Regions from separate parts of the Sus scrofa genome. Here region 2 is linked to region 1. Evidence: chromatin contacts called from public Hi-C data. All regions are on one chromosome and are shown on one strand. The core of a region is the stretch at or near the end of the contact, and the rest is flanking DNA. Distances in the headings are between cores, read along the strand shown.

Region 1 (3,695 bases), core at 463-2,962:
CTCTGAGCTACATTTTCTGAAATCGAGTCCTTTCTGAGGTGATAAGGCCTGTCTAGAAAGCTGGTATTCTTGCGGAACTTACTGTCACCGTTGGTGAGGGCCCCATTCTGCTCGCTGCTGGCAGGCGCATCTGTGGCCAGGCTGGTGACTGAACGGCTGAACATCTCCTTGTCAGAAGGCTGCGAAAACAAAAATGCCAACAGAATCAGACTATGTGGCAGAAGGGAACAGCCATGGCTTTTTCTTTTTTTCCTTTTTTTTTTTTTTTTTTCTTTTTTTTGCTTTTTAGGGCTGCAGGTGCGGCATATGGAGGTTTCCAGGCTAGGGGTGAAATTGGAGCTGCAGCTGCCGGGCTATGCCACAGCCACAGCAATGCGGCATCCAAGCTGCATCTGTGACCTACACCACAGCTCACGGCAACACCTGATCCCTGACCCACTAAGCGAGGCCAGGGATGGAACCCACATCCTCACGGAGCCTAGCTAGATTCGTTTCCACTGTGCCACAATGGTTACTCCCGCTTAGATTTAAATTAAGAGAAATGAAATAACCTCAAGTTCCTTAGCTGTACTAGTCACATACTACGTGCTCAATAGCCCCATGGGGACAGTGGTTGCCGGATCTCCTCCAGCTACAGAACACGTCCATCCTGGTAGAAGGTTCTGTTGGACAGGGCTGTTCTGTCTTCTTTTTGTCTTTTTAGGGCCGCACCTGCGGCATATGGAAGTTCCCAGATTAGGGGTCAAATCAGAGGTACAGCTGCCAGCCTACACCACAGCCACAGCAATGCAAGATCCGAGCCGCGTCTGCAACCTACACCACAGCTCAGGGCAATGCTGAAATCTTAACCCACTAAGCAAGGCCAGGGATCTAACCCGCATCCTCATGGATCCTAGTTGGGTTCATTACCACTGAGCCATGGCGGGAACTCCTAGGGCTGTCCTAAAATTTTAAAGGTCTTGAGAATCTTCCAAAGCCACCATCCAATGTCATGGGTTGACTTGTACCCTCCCCCAATTTCTATCCGTAAGTCCTGGCCCCCCAAACCTTAGAATTGACCTTATTTGGAAATAGGATCGTTGCAGATGAGACTGGTGAAGGTGAGGCTCTTTTTTTGTGAGGCTCCAAGGGGAACTCAGAGAGGGAATACATGCAGAAGGGGAAGATGGTATGAAGAGTGACACGGAGAAAGCCATGTGAGAGTGAACACAGAAACCCAGCATCGCTGGAACTGCCAGCTGACCACTAGAAGCTAGGAGAGTGGCCCAGAAAGGATTTGCCATGGTAGCTCTCAGGAGGAACCCCGCCACCACCCTGATCTCAAATTTCTAGCCTCCAGAAATGTGAGGTGATACATTTCTTACTTAAGCCACTCAGTTTGTGGTCCTTTGTTACTACAGCCCTGGCCGACTAACACACTCAGGCTGGAGCTGGGCAGAGGCAAACCAGAACATCCCTGTGGTAGGCTGGAGGCATTTGAAGATCTTTCCAGAAGGGGCACAAGTGCATATGTTTCAGAAATTCCTAAAAACCTGGCCAATGGCACAGGCCTCTAGCCACGGTGAATATAAACCTACAGAAGGAGGACACAGCCCAGGCAGACAGTTAACTCCAGCTGAGTTCCTTTCCTGGTTTCCTTCAGGTCCTAAGCCTGTAGGGATGGGCCGAGGTAAGTGGCTGATGCTTTAAAACACACACACACAGAGGCAGACATGCACACATGGGCTCACCACATTCATCAGATTCTCGTGGTCCCCGCTGTGCTGTCTTGGCTTCTTTTCTCTGAAACAGAAAAGGAAACGTCGCTGGGACATCCTCCTTGCCATCTGAGATCAAACATATGCTCCCCTTTCCGATCCGAACTTTTATCAACATTTAAATCTCCCTTTTAAGAACCCAGTTTATTTTGCCAAGGAAGCCGAAGCCAGACAATTTTCGCTGCCCCTCCTCTGCAGGCAGCGGGTTGGAGGGGGAGGGGGTCACGTCCCCACGAAGGGCTGGTCACCTCTCTCGCCCTCCCTTTCCTCCAAGAGTAGAAAATACAAGTTAAGGAGAGAACTGGGGAAGTTTCCTGACTGGAAACTGTTTATATCTAGAATACTAGAATGAGTTTTTCTTTCTTTCTTTTTCTTTTTTTTTTTTAAGGAAATCTGGACAATTCTCGTCTCTTCATTTTTCTTAATTCAGTCTCTGCAAAGTCACACACTGGGATGAGATGGTGAAAATAAAGAAAATACAACTTTTGGCGTGTTGAGAAGGGTACATGCTCTCAGGATGAGTCATAAGTACTTCCAGTTTATGGAAAAGTCCATCGAGTAAAAATAGAATTTATTTTTACTTGGGACAGGCTAAAGCAAGCCATCAGGAGGAGAGGGTGCGTCTCCCATTGATGTATAAGGCAACAGTGACACCTAGTGGGCATGTAAATGATTGCAGAGGCAGGCGCTCCCAGGCGCAGGGGAGGGAACACTGCACTAGAAGGAGACTCTTATTTCTTCAGCTTCCTGGCCAAGTCAGACTCTGTCCCCACCCTGGAAGCCTGGGTCCAAACCAGGCAGGGTTTCTGAGGCTACTTGAGTTCAGAAAGTCCGGATTTTCCCCTCTGGACAGAGACCTTAGGGCTGGAAGCCACATCCAGACATCCAAGTCCAGTTTTTATTTTTTTATTTTTTTCACCTCCAGTTTTTAAATGGCAATCGTCAGGTCTCTTCCAAGGTTATTGAGAAAGAGGCTGGAAGAGGGCTGCGCATGCTGCTAACAATGTCTGAACACCTGGAAAATCACTCCTGGTCAGAAAAGATTTTACTCCTCTCCAAGAAAATACCTCTTTTTTTTTTTTTTGGCAGCGGGATACATTTTATATGAGAGAATCAAAGAGGGGAGGAGGGAAGGGGGAGGGGAGGAGGAAAGGGGGAGGAGGGGAGAGAGAGAGTATAATTCTAAAAAAAAAAAAGACAAGATGAGCATTTATACACAGAGTGTCTTTTCGGAAAACAGATCTTTCTTAACTGCAATTCTAGATTACAAACCTTTCACAAAATGATCCCTCCAAAGCCACGCAGCAACGAAAATTCTCAGTAATTCTCAAGGGGCAGCAAAAACAGTGTCTTTAATGCACATTAAGATTTAGATTTAAATGTCTTAGATTTCCAAATGCCCACAGATGGGAAAAAACAACATAAATTCTGATCAGGAAGAGCAAAAATTTCCTCCTGGGAAGTTTCATCTACAGGGCTCTTCTGACTGCTCCCCAGCAAAATCAAATATGGTTTTTCATTGAACTAATAAAAAGTGTCCAAGGCCCCTTTGCGGCTGAGAAGTCAGCTAATTTTTTTTTTTTTTTTTTTTTGGTCTTTTTAGGGCTGTACCTGCAGCATATGGAGGTTCCCAGGCTAGGGGTCAAATCAGAGCTACAGCTGCCAGCCTACACCACAGCCACAGCAACTCAGGATCCAAGCCATATCTGTGACCCACACCACAGCTCACAGCAACACCAGATCCTTAACCCACTGAGCGAGGCCGCGGATCGAACCCATGTTCTCATGGACACTAGTCAGATTCATATTTGCTGAGCCATGATGGGAACTCCAGAAGTTGGCTAATTTTAACACACAAGTTTCTGGGACTGTTTATGCAGTGAGAGGCCATTCCTCACAGCTTTTTGTACAGAAAATCAACTGGGTCCAGGGAACCGT
Region 2 (3,695 bases), core at 371-2,870, 360 kb before region 1:
AAATTTAAAAAATAAAGTTAAAAAGTGTTTTGGATATAGCAGTAGTATTTCTTTATGAAGTAGAAACACTTTAAAAAATTGTGAGTGAACATAATAATTTAAATGTATGTGGGAAGAATGAAAAGAATATGAGCTTCCGGTTCCGGCAGACCTGGGTTGGAATGGTGGCCCTTTTTAACCTGCATGACAGAGGTGAGTTGAATGTATAATAACCTCCCTGGTCCTTAATCTCCTCATCAAGATGGGAAAATAAAACTCACTGTATAGGACTACTTCGAGGATTAACTAAAAATGTAACCATCGACAGATGAATGGATTAAGATGTGGTACATATATACTATGGAATACTACCCAGCCATAAAAAAGAGTAAGACAATGCCATTTGCAGCAAGGTGGATGGAGCCAGAGACTCTCATATTAAGTGAATTAAGTCAGAAAGAGAAAGACAAAAAACCATAAGATACCACTTATATCTGGAATCTAATATACTGCACAAATGAATCTTTCTGCAGAGAAGAAACTCATGGACTCGGAGAACAGACTTTCAGTTGCCAAGGGGGAGGAGGAGGGAGTGGGATAGACTGGGAGCTTGGGGTTAACAGATGTAAACTATTGCATTTGGAAAGAATAAGCAATGAGATCCTGCTGTATAGCACTGTGAACTATATCTAGTCACTTGTGATGGAACATGATGGAGGATAATGTGAGAAAAAGAATGTGTGTGTGTGTGAGGCTAGGTCACTTGGCTGTACAGTGGAAAACTGACAGAACACTGTAAAACAACTATAATGGAAAAAATAAAAATCATTAAAAATAATAAAATATTAAAATGTAACCGCTTAATTGATTAAGTCAATTCATTAGATCTCCTTATTTCACACCTAATGTAATGAATACATAATTTGGGGTATGTAGGTACTACATATGTTTATATGTTAGCTTTCATGTGTATTTCAATCTGGTTTTATAAAGATGCAAAATATTCTTTCCAACAACCTTTCAGGGCTCAGTGAAGCAGAAAAGAGAAAAACATTAATTTTATTTTACAGATGAAAAAGTTAAGTCCCCACCAAGAGAATGAGTTAATTACCAAACCAAGCCTGAAGTCCAATTTTTTTTTAACTTCCAAATACTGGTAAGTGCCAGGTTTCCTGATGTTAACTCTTACACCAGAGCAGCAACTTAGAACCAGGGAAAGGGATGGGACTGGGGTGGTGGAAGGTGTATCTGGAAGACAGCGGCAGAAACATATCGGTGTTTTAGTCTTTTATATCTGTCTTTAGTCATGACCCTTAATTTATTTTGAAACGTCAAAGAATCTTAAGAGGGGAACAGAGGCTGCTTCTGTTGATCAAAAGGGGCGTGGGGAGAAGGGCCAGAATCACCACCCAGGCTCGGAGCCGCCTTTGGAAGGCAGATGGAAAGCACATTTCTGCAGTGAAAACCCCAAACCCACCTTTCGTTTCCTGGGAATGGGCTCGTCAAAGAGAAGGTTGCTGGCCTCCGCCTCGTCGATGCCGTCGTCCGTGGGCGCGGGGCTGCGGAAGGGCTTGAAGCTGTCGGCGGACAGGGGCGGCGACGGCGTGGACGGGTTGGACTGGTCGCTGGGGGCGCTCCAGCTCCAGTAGCCGCTGCTGCTGGTGCTGGAAGGCACGCCGCTCCCCTCCTTCCAGGATCCACTCAGGCCCTCTGTCCGCGCACACAAGCTCCGCGTCAGTACTCAGTTAGGGACACCCGGAGCCCAGGGGGCGGGGGCGGGGCAGGGGTGGTGGGATTTCAGGGTGGGAGACGGGGTCCTGGATTCTAGACGCTGATGATAGCGCCTACAGCCCTCTGAGTAATTTGCACCAGCTGAGTATGTATGTTATACTCTATACCTCCAAAAAAGAGGTCACATTATAATTTATAAACATTTATTTTAATCACATAACAGGTTTTTTCCAAGAGTTTTCTGATGGGCCTTGTGCCACGCTTGTTCTTTAGGATGATAGTGGAGATTACATGAAAACAAGGAAAAGAAAGATGTGTAGATTCACTAGGTTTGGGAAGATCAGCGTTTATATATTGTTTTTGTTTTTGTTTGTTTGTTTCTTTTAGGGACGCTCCAGCAGCATATGGAGGCTCCCAGGCTAGGGGTGGAATCGGAGCTGTAGCTGCCTGGCCTATGCCACAGCCACAGCAATGCTGTATCCTTAACCACTGAAAGAGGCCAGGGATCGAACCCGCATCCTCATGGATACTAGCCGGGATGGTTAACCTCTGGTCACAATGGGAACTCCCTATACTGCATTTCTAAGGGAGAAATTATGTGTCCTATTTGTGGATCCTCCTACTCACCCCCTCCAACTCAGCATTTTAACTTTTTAAAAGTTATCTCTTATAGGACCATGACCCTTAGACTATGCTTATAGAAAAAACTAGTCTAAGATTTAAGAACCTAAGAGAAATCCTTTCTGATTAGTCACCAAAAGCCATTTACTCTCCTGAAATAACACTGCCTTACATTTGGTGGGGGTTTTATGTCTTAAAAAGTTTATTCACACAATCTCATGCATTCTCACAATATCTATCTTTCGGAGTAAGGATTATCATGCCCATTTCACAGATGAGGACCCTGAGGTACCAAGAAGTTGGGACTTGCCACTTGACTATGACTAGTACATAACCCACATGGGCCAGAGCCCCAAACCCTGGTCTACCAGTTGAACTTTTTCTCCTCCAGTGCAGGCACTTGTGCTGTTAGTATCCTCCTTTCTCCCTGGCAAAGCTGAGATCGGATGAGGATTTATTGGCAATAATTACTGACAAGACTGGTATTGAATTTCACCTTTCCACTTGTGGGGAAAAACATGATGAAATGCTTGCTAATGTAGATAGATCTTTGCCCAGTTGGAATACCTTCAGGAGGCTCCTTTAATCACTGAAGATTTGCTTTACTTTATAAAATGCCCAATCTTAATTAGCATTTGTATAAATTCAGCTTGCTTTTAGGATAATTTCTCCTCCATATTAATGTGCCTCTTGAATATATTAAAACTATATTCTAACTACAAGGAGGAAAAAAAAAATCCCAAAATGCCTCATTAAAAAAAAATGCTCTTAACATCTGGGTAATCAGAAATGAAGTGAAGACAAACGGCAGACTAGCATTCATGGAAAAATGTCTCCACTACTTTTGCCTAATTATAGATTTCCAGCGCATTCCTCCACTATGTGGAGCAAAAAGTTCAGTGAGATGAGTGGAGTTCAGTCAAGCTGAATAGCAGGAGGAAGTTAACCATCTCATTACAGCAAGGCTCTTTCAGAATCAAATGGTCACTTATGCAGGCTCACACCTTGACAGCATCAACAAAACTAAATTAGCATCTCGTTCCCTGCGGTCTCCCCAGAGACTGTTATGCTCTCTGGACCCAAATTGCCTGCAATAAATAAGAAAGCTCCATTCAAGACAACATGACTTTAAGAGAAGCCTCATGTAATGATTTAGGTCATATTACCTGGTGTGACAAAGTCACTTGGCAGGCCCAGGAAGCTTATAAATATACTGCAGCATGACTTGTAAAATAAAATAAGTTCATGGTGCAGAGATGTGTAATCATCTTAAGTAAAGAAACTGCAATTATTTTGAGAGCCAACTGTTGTTACCGTGTGGTTACACTGCCTCATGCCAATGCCAAAAGTTAATTTGTGTTTAC

Evidence for each region. Hi-C and Micro-C count contacts between places; a contact is called where the count stands out from the background.
Region 2: a contact with region 1 is called in a Hi-C map of skeletal muscle, with 3 times the contacts expected there. A contact is called at or near these places in 1 of 5 promoter capture datasets (liver), 18 of 47 Hi-C or Micro-C datasets (alveolar macrophages, brain, embryonic fibroblasts and 11 more) and 1 of 2 datasets of targeted methods (skeletal muscle).

Annotation. Positions count from the first base shown.
Region 1 is chr4:55,591,793-55,595,487 of Sscrofa11.1, reverse strand. It overlaps PAG1 (phosphoprotein associated with glycosphingolipid-enriched microdomains 1), which reads right to left. Exons shown (of 9, transcript XM_021089173.1): 5 at 1,731-1,782; 6 at 83-179. Among named protein-coding and RNA genes, the nearest start is that of PAG1, 140 kb to the right of the region's middle.
Region 2 is chr4:55,956,101-55,959,795 of Sscrofa11.1, reverse strand. ZNF704 (zinc finger protein 704) reads right to left here. Exons shown (of 9, transcript XM_021089176.1): 4 at 1,457-1,689. Among named protein-coding and RNA genes, the nearest start is that of ZBTB10, 220 kb to the left of the region's middle.